2 separate regions of the Zea mays genome follow, and region 2 is linked to region 1. Evidence: chromatin contacts called from public Hi-C data. All regions are on one chromosome and are shown on one strand. The core of a region is the stretch at or near the end of the contact, and the rest is flanking DNA. Distances in the headings are between cores, read along the strand shown. Region 1 has its middle 8.2 kb from the start of LOC100285785. Region 2 holds the start of LOC103652527 (mitogen-activated protein kinase kinase kinase 18).

Region 1 (6,419 bases), core at 1,178-3,677:
CCCTTACAATAAGAATCACAATGAAGCACAAGAGTAAGGGAGAGAAGCAACACACTCAAATCCACAGCAAATACGCACACACAAGATCAAGACTTGAGCTCAAGACAATATCTCGAGGTTCTCACTAGAACGGAGCTCAAATCACTAAGAATGTCGAACAAGTGCGCAAGAATGAAGTGTGAATGATCAACAATGCTCAAAGAATGCTTGGTGTGCTCCTCCATGCGCCTAGGGGTCCCTTTTATAGCCCCAAGGCAGCTAGGAGCCGTTGAGAGCATTTCAAGAAGGCAATTCTTGCCTTCTGTCGCCTGGCGCACCGGACAGTATGGTGCACCACCGGACACCGTCCGGTGCGGATTGCTTTCCTTCTTTGGCGAAGCCGACCGTTGGCGCTTTGGAGCCGTTGGCGCACCGGACATTGTCCGGTGCCCCTTCTGACCGTTGGCTCTTGCCACGCGTCGCGCGCGGATTATGCGGCCGACCGTTGTCCGGCCGACTGTTGGCTCACCGGATAGTCCGGTGCACCACCGGACAGTCCGGTGATTTATAGTCGTACGCCGTTAATTGCTTCTCGAGAGCAGCCAGTTGACAAACGCCGGCCTGGCGCACCGGACACTGTCCGGTGCACCACCGGACAGTCCGGTGCACCCAGGCCGAGCTGTCTTTGGCTGAACAAAGCCATCTCTTTTCCAACTTGATTTCTCCTGTTTCCAGCACTTAGACACAATACATTAGTCTCCAAAACAATGTACTAAGTCTTAGAAACATACCTTTTTACTTGATTTGCACTTTGTCCATCACTTTGCATAGATTAACATAAGTCCACTTGTGTTGGCACTCAATCACCAAAATACTTAGAAATGGCCCAAGGGCACATTTCCCTTTCAGGTAGCGGAACCTAAAAGAAGGAGCCTCATCGAGAATCGTGTGACGGAGTGCACTACTCACGATGAAGTGTGAATGGCGGTGATGCTCCTGGCTCCGGTGAGCAATTGTCTGTGCCCAACTGCTCGGAAATTGATGCCATGAGATTCTATACCCAGGGAAGAAGCTAGCTAGGGCCAGAGAAATTTCTCACCAGCAACGATGTCGTAGGGACGCCCGCCTCCAACGTAGGGCAAATCTACAGGCACACACAACTTCGACGTGGAATTCTCTGAATTTCGGTCACCAATCCTGCTTGGTAACACGCGACACATGTAGGGCCGGACCTGGGGGTGGTCGAGCTGGGCGACCGCCCAGGGCCCCCAAAATATTAGGGCCCTCACTCAAGTATATATTTAAGTATAGTACTTAGAGATTTAATCAGCCTAAACAAACATCGGACGCTTTGCTAGTTGATCGACCCAAATACGTAAGCCAAGCTACGATCACGTTCACGTCTCTACTATATTAAAGCATTAGTTTGCCTAGTTCCACGATTCCCAACGTCACCGTGCATTCCATATTTAAATGAAAAATGATAAAATATACGAATGAGGACTCAAACCATGGTTGTTGGCTTTAAACTCACATTTACACTCGCTTAGTCAATAAAATACACATGTCTTTATGTTTTATATTCTATACTTAATCATAAATAGTAACCATAGCAATGTACGAACACTTTACTAGAATACGGTATACACCATTTCCTATTTCCCAAGTATCCTAATTCCTGCCAAGTAATTACGGTTATATGAGAGTCAAGCTACGATTACATCCACATATACGGTTATATCATGTCATCAAGATTGAAAAAGCATCAATGAATATTAATAACATACTCGATGTCTTTGTATCAAATAATGTTCGAAGAAACTTTATAAGAGGATCCAATGTGCCAAACAAGTTTTATTATTTTAGTTAATAGTATTTTTGAAGTTTTCAATGTATATGTTTATAATTATATATATGCATATATAGATAGTGTATATGGGTTAAAAGGGTCTGCTTATAAGTTTTCACCTAGGCCCCTGAAATCTTAGGAACAGCCCTGCACACATGTTCGGTGTGACCAGGCTACACTTTTGGATCACAGATGTAGCTTGGACGACACCGTACGCGAGTAGCAATGGTGGCGACGCTTCCCTACTTTTCTCACGGCCTTGGCGGTGTCACCTTTTCCCTCTCCCTTCCTGTCTATGGTGGTTCGGCTATGGTGCGGAGCACGCTAGCTTGGCCTCCTAGCGGTATAGGATGGATGATCGGGGGGGAGCGGTGCCCGACTATTTATTATCGTGTACGGATGAATCCTGGCCGAGGGGAGGAACAGCCATCGCGTTGTTCCTGGTGAATACGATTGGTTATGTTACGAGCTTGACGCAAGGGCTGTGAATCCCAACAAACTTGGTTCCAAAAGATGCTTCTGCCAATCCAGGCCTAGATGGCGGCGTCAGGTGAAGCAGACACGCGCGCGCGGATGGGGATTCTAGTCGGGCGCGCACACGGAGTTGGGTCGACCATCGGCCCACGCGGATGGGGGTTGGTGGGCTGAGGTGAGATTAGGTAGGCCTCTTTCCTTTCCTTTCTTTTCTTTTTTTCTATTTTCTTTTCTAATTTCTGTTTTCCGCTCCAGATTCAAATCAATTTCGGGTTCACAAATTTAAATTCAAATCTTAACGCAACAATCAAAATCTCAGCATGAATGCAAATATATTTTTTTATTAATTTATTATCCTATTTAAGCAATTGCTTTTAAATATGAAATTCATACACCCAAAAATAGCTACATTAAGAAGAATAATTTCTAGTTTATATTATCCTTTAGATAATAGATATAAATCTATAATTCAACGAAGGAATAACTAAGTTCATATAGGGATCGTTTTAAATCTTTATTAAGAAACATATTTATTTTATGATATGTAACTTCAAAGGTAAGGAAATTCCTATTAAAAGATATTCTAATTCAAAACCTTTGGAGAATTTTACTAAATTTCTAAAATAGGATTTTTTTTGGGTTTTTACACTACTTGACCTTCTAAATGTCGACGGTCTCTATGTTTCACAACTGCACACTAATACAACCAAGAGACATATTGTTCACACGCTCATATAATGGTTAGTCTTTAAACTAAAACAAAGTTAATAATTCCCTGACAATCACTCGTCACAACATATATATATATATATATGGCAATGAAGTGTCTGGACCCACTGGCGTAGGCAAGGGGGGCATGGCCCCCTAACAAAAAAGTTTTTGCTATGTAGTTGTTTATATATGACTAAAATAAAAAAAGTTAGCTTATAATAAGTTAATCTATACTACTCTACTAAGAACCTAACGCGGGCGCTTGGCGATACCATGGCTACGCCTCGCGCTCCCCTGATCATACGGTCCTCTCCTCTACCCCACGTCAGTGTGATCATCTCCCCCAATCTCCTACCTCTCAGATCTCCGTGTTGCTCGCCCCCGTTCGCCCCGCACCCTGGCGATGCCCGTCGCGAAGAGCCCCCTCCCCACGACCACAATGAAACCGATGGGATCCACAGCTGCCGCGCCGGACCCAGGAATCAATGCCCGTGATCGTCGCCCGCGCCTTCCATCCTTGAATCCATGTGCTCGGCCCTGGAAGGAATCATGACTGGATGGGATCTGTCCTCGCCATCAGCTCCTTCCATATTCGTCAGTAGGGGCGCTTGTTCATCTTCTCTCAATGGTGTTTTTAACCCGGTGCCACATCCTCCCTCAACTCTGGTCCACTCAAAAACCCTAGGTGGCGCCTGCGGCCCCTGGACCCCGCATCCCAGCGCCTCCGCCCATGCCTAGATCTCGTCATCGCCACACAGCTTCTCCTCCAACTTGGGGACCACCTCCCCACCATCTTCACCTCCATTGAATTTGAGTATGACGACAAGGTGCTCCTCTCCATCGACAACGAGGTGCTCAAGGTCGTCGTCACCCAGTTCCTCACCGGAGTTGGCCTCGCTCAGCTCCACCACGCTCCTGTGCCTGCGTAGGCGGCGACGTGGGGGCGTGGCGGTGGAGCCAGGTGGCGACGTCCTAGGGCGACTCGCCCGAGGCCAATCCGGACGAGAGACGCAGTCACGACTCGCCCAAGACCAACTCCGGGCGGGAGACGCAATCACGACTCATCCGAGGCCAATAACCTCGGGCGAGAGATCCAGTCACGACTCGTCCGAGGCCAACCACGGACGTAAGAAGCAGTCACGATTCGTCCGAGGCCAACCATAGACGGGTGTAAACATGTGATGTTCAAAGGTGACAAAAAACTCTTAAATTTTTATATCTGCAGGTATCAAAAGAATCACTATTTTGGTGGCTTTATTTCTTAGTCAGAAAAGGAACCGTCAGGTAGGGGATTCTTTGCTAGCCAAAGGCAAAAGAGGATCCTTCTGCTCCGATGCAGTTGTGAGGTCTTGTATTATTTTGACAGTTCGCAGAAGAGATTATTGTTAAAGTATACTCAATGGTAATGAGATTAAAAGAGACAAATGACAGAACCGTTGTTTGCATTCCACAGATCATTACACTTATATACAAGTGAAGGGGTGTATCCCAAGAGGTGTGTCCCTTGGGGAAAACTGTCGCACCCTTTGGATTGATCACATATGTAATATTTTGTAACACTCCCCCTTGATCAATCCAACTTCATTTGATGATCTGTTAGATGTTCTTCCAAGATCTTATCTCCTCAAAAACCCTGTGGGAAAAATAAGGAGTACACAATGTCTTTTGGATAATGAGAATAATCTCACACGAACTCCAAAAGAAAATATGCTTGTAATCATCATTCGTAAAAACCCCTGTGGGGAAAAGTCAATGATGAAGCATATAGCTTAGTTGATATTACCTCGTTAAAAACTTTGGATGAGAAAACCTCAATAAGGCAAAACTCATACAAAGAAAAGAGTGTAATATGATGGTTCAAAACAGGTCAAATATCATGGAGAATTACCCCCCCTGATCCTTGCAAGCACTTAAGTCTTCTCATACCAATCACCTCAACACATTTCTGAAAACGTTGAGTATGGTAGAGATTTTGTGAATAGATCAACAAGATTATCACAAGACTTTGTTTGCAAGATATTCATATCTCTATTTTCCTGTTTCCATCTGAACAACACAAGCTCAATTATCCTTATAGATAATTGTCGGTGATTCAATCGAATCATGGTACGTTGTTCTCCAATGGACCTCTAGCCCAAAGAACAATAATATGTCCATAGCCATCATCTCAAAAACCCTAGTGGGGAAAATAAATGATGAGACATATAACTCAGGCTAATATTTCTCCAAGATAATCTAGTCAGAAAATCTGAGAAATCAACATATCAGCCGAGTCTCCTTAAAAACCCAACGGGAAAAATAAGGAGAGTAGTCATACTCTATTGTTGATCCATTTGAACTCTAGGGATATAAACTCATATCCTAGTTCAAATACAGCAATAACTATGTCATAATGTATCATCCTTGAAAACCTCTACGGGAAAAATAGATGATACGACATAGACCTTGTGTTGATGTTGTCTCGTTAAAAACTTTGAATGAGAAACCCAAGTAGGGAAAAACTCATGCGAAGAAAAGAGTACAACATGATGTATAAACAAGTTCTTTCGATCAAGAGGGAAACTCCCCCTGATCTTTACAAAACACTAAGTCATCTCATACCTGCTCTCAAACACATCTAAAATGTGGAGTAAGTAGAGACTTAGTTCGTAACTTGTTTTTCATCTAAACAACACAAAGTAATATTATCTTCATAGATAATAAGGTCACTGATATAAAATCATGACCACCACATACCCTCTATATGTAGTATATCATTCTGTACAATCCCACGAAGTGTACTATAGAATGATTAGTGTAAGTGACCATTAATCTCTGTTGATTAACATTTATCAAACAGTAGGTCCAACTTACCAAAAGTATGTCATTGATCTTGTACCTGGGGATCTTCTATAAATATCCAAGATCATTATATCCAAACATAAGGAGAGCATGAGTACACCTGGAGATCATAACTCGATCTCATGTGCTGTTAGCTAGCAAAACATTGCAAAGCAATATCCGGCCGGATGCTCTTGCAAGATACAATAGCACATCTCATGATCCCAAAGAATCAAATAACAATGATTCTCTCATATTGAATTTCTTCAATATATGTTGGATATAGACAATTTTTTTTTGTATCCAAGATACTCAAGATAGTTTACTTTGAATTGAAAATCTCTTTCAATTCATATCTTCTATCTCGAACTCCGTCGATAAGTAATGTATGTTTAGAAATATGTTGCACATATTTATATTGAACATACTATTCTTTGTGTATCCTTTCAGAAGGAAGGATTCACTAGGTCGAATGTACCATATTTGACCAGGATGCTCTAAGTCACAAAGACTTTCCAAGCATTGCAAATTTGTGATTGGTGATTATGTATTTGGAATCCTTCAAGACTCCATAAATACCATAATC
Region 2 (6,419 bases), core at 2,174-4,673, 110 kb before region 1:
TGCTATGCTATGAACATGCATTAAGGGACTCCACATTTGGACAATGAAGTTTAAGTTAGTAGAGAAGGTGCAAAGATGGCCACTCCACTTCGCACGGGGGTATTTAATCTTTTGTTATCCTTATAGATGGCATAAAATTGCACGTTATTTATCAATGGGGCCAGCTAAGTCACTAGCAGGCATTTGGTCGATCATCCTCTCCGTAAGGGTGGTAAAAAAATTAGAATGCCCCTTCGCGAGAGAACAAAGACAACAAATACGGAGACCAAAACAACAAACACAACCGTCTCACTTTAAAGTGGCTTGTTCGATTCTACCCTAATCCATATAGATCGTGGAGGATTGAAGGAGTTTTAATCCCTAATAAGTCAAAATCTCTCTCAATCCGTATCAATCCCCTCCAATCCATATGGATTAAAAATAACCGAACAAGCCCTTACTGGATTCAGGACCACTCATCGTCAAATGTCCGCTCCACGAAGCCAGACAGATGTATAAGAGGATGAGGTGTTGATTATGTAAGGACATCTACAACCTAGATACTCTTGATCGTAAGAGACAACTAAAATAAAATATCACGCAGCTCGTTTCAACTTTCAACGGCACGCGGAGACCGTCTGAAGCCGTTTGATGGACGGCGTGTGTACGTAGCCTCATCGTCAGTGGGCAACAACGGACTGACTAGTAAAAGCCAGGTGGGTGAGCCTGTGGCTGCAGGCTTTAGAGAATGCCTTGTTGACTCAGGCGGCAACACAATACCTGCCGCACAGGCACAGCTCCAACCAAAAGCGGCTAGCTAGCTGCTGCTGAAGCTGAACTGCCGGATCCTCAAGGGTTCATCAGCAACTTACCGAGCTGCCTTATCCGGTTACCCGGCACAGCACAGGTGATGACTCTTGAGCCATCATCGTTTAATTATATATATATAATATTAGCATGCGCGCGCGCTAATGGAGAGCGATGCATGGTGTTAGGCCAGGAGCTAGCGTTCCCAATTGCGATGAGGATGATGGATGGTACCGTGGAAAGCCACACAGCAATAACTCCATCTCCGCCCGAGCTAGCTAGCTAGCTGTCGTCTGTCGATCGATTCCCTGCGGCGAGAGCGAGGCCAGCAGCAGAGAAAAGTAGCTCGCCGCCGCCCGTCGCCGGTCGGTACATGCATGTAGCGTAGACGTCCACTGATGAGGAAGAGGAATTGGCTCCTTTTTGGACTTTGTTTATTTCAGTCATCTCAAGGTCGATTGGTTGACTCCGCAATGAAGCCTGGCCTGGCCTGGCCCTATCCCCTGTGTCAACGCCAGGTTCGACGTTTGAAGCACTTGGAGGCCGGCCATCTTTGAGTCTTGCAAGGGATCTACAGTAATTTTTTTTTATTGGCGAGTGATGAAGCACTGCTGCTGCTTTGCTTGTTTTGGTTTGACACGCCGCCTCCGAGTGTGAAATAAAGGCTGAATGTGTTGGGTTGGGCATGCCTTTAGCCTGATCTACAGCGAGACATTCAGACATATATACTGATTTTTTTTTCCCGTGGCCGAGGATAAGGTGGAAAACCGGCTGGTAATTTGTAGCTGAACCTACATGTGGAAAGCTCAGAAAGAAGGCAAAGCTCCGTTGGTTGAACTGAAAAGAGCCCCAAACCGAACTGAAACATACGTATATTTTGCAGCTGCAGCGAGCCATGGTGAGTGAGTTGATAGATGGTGGGCGCGACGTCATTCCACACAAACATGCACGCTACTTTGTTTGTCGAGATTAGACTGACCTGGAGCCAGCCACCTGCCCGCTTCCATGCTTGTTCCTCAGCGCGGTTCAGAGCATCTCTGGCGCGGCCATCACTATAGGTACGTTTTCTGCTTGAACTCGAATCAAAAACCACGCCGACCTGATTGATCGATGCCTAGGCAAGTTCGGCGTGAACTGTTCGTGAACCACCTCTTGTCCATTTTTTTTTTGTTATTGGGGTTGTCCGTTGACAATGTTCAATAGTCAACAAGCCTAAACCAGCGGCAGAAACACACAAAGTTGACCTGCTGCATGACCAGCCTGAAGCCCTGAACCTTGTAGGACCAGAAACGAAACAGCACAGGGAGGGACGGGACGAGACGAGACAGAGGCCTAACGCTACACGGCCTATAAAAGCCGAAGGCAACAGAGCAAGCGAGAGCGGTGAGCGGCACTGTGTGAATAATGGCCTCGGGTCGGGCGGGAGTGAGTGGAACTTGCATTTTAGCACGAGCAGGCGGAGTTCGTTACCCAATCGGATCTACGCGCACCTACTGCCGATCGCTTCCGAATCGACGACGGGCCTGCTGAAGCTGATCGCCCCCGCCTTTCGTCTCGACCCCCGATTTGATCTCGTCACCGTGTTGTTGGGATAGGGTGGGTGGGTGGGTGGGTGTGCCATTTCTGGTGCAACCGACGATCGAGCGGGCAGTACAGGTCAAGCGCCTACCTACCGACGATCGCCGGGGGTGTGGGTTTGGTGGAGCAAACGCTGCTGCTGCTGACCCCTCCCTACGCTAGCGCATGGTAGCAGTAAATTCTGTTCTACGCGGGTCGCAGCGAGCGCCCTTTTTTAGGCGCACGCGTTGACCTCCCGCCGGCCCGAGCATGTCCCGATCGCCGGCCGTGCCCGTGCTACGGCCGCTGGACCTCGCTTTCTCGGGGCGCCACGATCCGTATCCTTTGTGAGATGGAGAAGCGGCCACGACGCGAGGAGGGTCGTCGCGTCGCAACTTGGCCTTGTTCGGTCGGCCGCTGCACGTCCACTCCTGGCCGGTCCTGCTGCACCCTGGACCCGGTTCAAACGGTCCTGGACCGGTGCATCCGCTGATTAATTAGCGCGACCGACCGGAGAACGTAGCAGCAGGCATCAACAGCACGCTCGTGTTTCATACCTGTTTTTTTTATTTATTTCTGTCCCAGGAGAAGTGCCGCCTCTCGCTCCACCCATCTGATCACACGAGGAACACGAGCCGATGGCTGCTGCCGATGCTGTTACGGGTTTAGACTTGCTAATACTGCGGGAGTAGTTTTTTTTTTCACTTTCTTTCATGGACATAAATAGGCTTTCTATAATACCGATCATTGGCAATTTGGCATGTGGTAGCCATCTCGGGATCCCCTCCAAATCAGGCATCTCGTTTTTTCGGGATCGCAGATCAGGTGCCTTTAACACGAGACAATTGGAAAGCGCGGCATGTTTATATGGCATCAAAAAAGAAAAGAAAAAAAATCAGAAAACGGGGTGACGCTGACGCCGCTGGCGGAACGGAAAGGGTTTCACGCCGCGCCGGTCAGGAGGGGTCAGGCGGCCCGCAGGCCCTCGTTAATTAGCCGCACGAGTCGCGCCCGCCCACACGCCGTCCAATTGCCGCGCGTGGGAGGGAGCGACGGCTACGCGAGGCGCGACCCACGCCTTCCCCCCCGTGCCGATTTCCTAATCCCGCCCCCACCCAACTTGAGCCTTTGACGCACACCAAACAGCCTCTTATAACTAAACTAATCCACCCACCCACCCAAATTAACTTCCCCTCCTCCTCCTCCTCCTCCACACCTTGCCGAGCTTTGTATATAAACGCTCGCAACTCACCCACATCAAGGGCAGGCTCACGATTCCAGCTCAGGCGGCCAAACAAACAAAAAAAAGACCACCAAGAACATCGCAAAAAAGACAGAAAGGAAGAAACAGAGGCAGAAGCCCATGGCGGCGAGCGGGCGCTGGAGGAGGCTGCGGACGCTGGGCCGCGGCGCGTCGGGCGCCGTGGTGTCGCTGGCGTCGGACGCGGCGTCGGGGGAGCTGTTCGCGGTCAAGTCAGCCGGCGCGAGCGGCGCGGCGACGCTGCGGCGGGAGCATGCGGTGCTGCGCGGCCTGCGGTCGCCGCACGTGGTGCGCTGCGTGGGCGGCGGCGAGGGCGCGGACGGGTCGTACCAGGTGTTCCTCGAGTACGCCCCCGGCGGGTCGGTCGCCGACGCGGTGGCCAGGGGCGGGGGCGCGCTGGAGGAGCGCGCCATCCGCGCGCTCGCCGCGGACGTGCTGCGCGGGCTGGCCTACCTCCACGGCCGCTCCGTGGTGCACGGCGACGTGAAGGCGCGCAACGTGCTGCTGGGCGCCGACGGGCGCGCCAGGCTGGCGGACTTCGGGTGCGCGCGGACGCCCGGCTTCTCCGCGCGGCGCCCGCTCGGCGGCACGCCGGCGTTCATGGCGCCCGAGGTTGCCCGCGGGGAGGCCCAGGGCCCCGCCGCCGACGTGTGGGCGCTCGGCTGCACGGTCGTCGAGATGGCCACCGGCCGCGCCCCGTGGGGCGGCGCCGACGCCGACGTCCTCGCCGCCGTGCACCGGATCGGGTACACGGACGCCGTGCCCGACGCGCCGTCCTGGATGTCGGCCGAGGCCCGGGACTTCCTGGCCCGCTGCTTCGCCAGGGACGCCGCCGAGCGGTGGACCGCCGCGCAGCTCCTTGAGCACCCGTTCGTGGCGGCTCCCTGCCACGGCCACGGCGACCACGAGGCCCCGCGGGTGTCGCCCAAGAGCACGCTGGACGCCGCATTCTGGGAGGCCGAAGACGACGACGACGACGCGGACGAGGCAGTGTCGGCGAGTGCGTCGGAGAGGATCAAGTCGCTGGCGTGCTCCGCCTGCGCCTTGCCCGACTGGGACGGGGAGGACGGGTGGATCGAAGTGCTGGGTGATCAGCAGCGGGTCGAGGTCTGCGGCGCGGTGCAGGTGGCGCGCAGCGCGCCAGGCAAAGTGTCCAGCGTCCTGGCGGTGCCAGCTGGGGAGATGGATGTCGGCGGCGGCGGCGGCGGCGGCGGTGATGAACTGGAAGCAGAGGACGTGTCGTTCGGTGGCGAGGTTCCAGGATCAGCGGATGCTTCGGCTGAGCGTCAGAAGAAACGCTATTTGATTTTGCGTTCGCACTACTGTCATGTACTCTCGTGTCAGTTAGTGCCCTGTAATCTACCACTAGTAGTTGTTAATAATGCAATAAAGTTATGGGTTCCCACAAATGTCTTGTTGTGCCGCTCTGTTCGATTCCCCTTGTCATGATACTCCTCTCTGCTCATGTACGCGATACATGGCCACGACTTGCTGTCCGCACGTGCATGGCTGGCTGGAATATACTCCGTAGTCGACTTGCTGTGGAGTACCTCCCTCCATACCCTGCTTTGCTTTCTCTTAGGGTGCGTTCGGTTATTCAGGATTCTGCTTCAGTAAAGAATCCAGCTAGAATAATTGTATAATTTATAGAACAATTGGTAACCTGGAATAGTTCTTACTCTTGTTCCAGGCCTTAGTCTTTACAGTAGGCCACACTCGCGCCACGCCACGCCAAGGCAAAAAAAAGAAGAAGAAGAAGAAGAAGAAGCAGGGACGTGACGACATAGCATGACCTGGTTCGTTCGACTCGGGAACGCTATTTGTTCGATAACACCTGGGTTTGTTTATCTCATATTGGAACTTCCAATCCACGGCTAGGTCTGGACCGGGAAACCGGCGGTGGATTCTCTTCTCTCCGGGGCACGGCCGGCGGGCAGGCATCGGCTGACGCGAAGAACGAAAAGAAGCAGGCACTCCGATCGCGCAAAGGCAGGCAGGCAGCAGCATCTGCCCCTTTCGACGGGGAACGGGCAAAACGGGATTATCCACAGCCGACACCACAGCGTCATGCGGCCGGGCTGGTGGGTGGCGGCCGAGTCGGTGCGCGCTTGATGGGGGGCCGGCGAGGCGGCACGCCGGCTGACGCGACCCCCGCATCATGGGTTCCGTCACGGCGCAATATGCCTATGCTATGCGGGTGTCTCACCGTACCGTACGCGGTCAAAGCACAAGCCGGCACCATGATTTACTCGCTCCTCCGTGGCGGTCAGCGTAGGCGTAGCTACAGCTGCCATGCCATGTCATGCCACCACCCCGGGCGCCGATTGTCCGCCCGTCACGTACCGGTCGCCCGCGACGCACCAGCAGGTTGGCAACACAGGTGTTGCTGCTCTCTCGAGTCTCGACTCCGAAGGCGTGCGTGGCTGGTGCGGTGGTTACCCGTAGTCGCGTCATCGCCGCCGCGCTGGTCAGCCGGTCAGGGACGCATCGTGCTATGTGACTGGGCCACGGGGTAATGAAGGTACCGGAGAGCGCAGAGATAGATGGAGTCCACGGGGGAGTGAGTGCATTTGGAGGCCAGCTCCTGCTGCCACGGTAGAGTCCAGAGCTTTCGGCCGCCTCTGTCTCAGGTCTCTCCTCCGCCTGTGTAAGTGTGTAGCGTAGCTTATGCCCCGGGCGGCACCTACTTTGTGCACAGTGCACTGCCCGTGGATCAAAATTCTAGAACGTGTTGTTCTAGTGACTCCTGGTCGGCACGCCCAGGGTTCTAGAGAGGTACAGAACATCTGTTCTCCCTCTGTCTGGATATGGCTTC

What was found. A called contact is a pair of places that touch in the nucleus more often than the background predicts.
Region 2: a Hi-C map of leaf shows a contact between it and region 1, with 5 times the contacts expected there. The contact joins the promoter of LOC103652527 here to the enhancer-like site in region 1. A contact is called at or near these places in 3 of 25 Hi-C or Micro-C datasets (bundle sheath, ear and leaf).

The regions. Positions count from the first base shown.
Region 1 is chr3:210,786,024-210,792,442 of Zm-B73-REFERENCE-NAM-5.0, reverse strand. No RefSeq gene overlaps it. Among protein-coding and RNA genes, the nearest start is that of LOC100285785, 8.2 kb to the right of the region's middle. Within about 2 kb of position 2,427, at least 15 of the 20 cell types and tissues checked have an H3K27ac peak or open chromatin away from gene starts, as enhancers often do. A contact at or near this core is called in bundle sheath, ear and leaf, where this site is marked.
Region 2 is chr3:210,894,402-210,900,820 of Zm-B73-REFERENCE-NAM-5.0, reverse strand. It overlaps LOC103652527 (mitogen-activated protein kinase kinase kinase 18), which reads left to right and starts at 3,423. Exons shown (of 1, transcript XM_008678087.4): 1 at 3,423-5,068. The coding sequence starts at 3,707. The coding sequence ends at 5,053.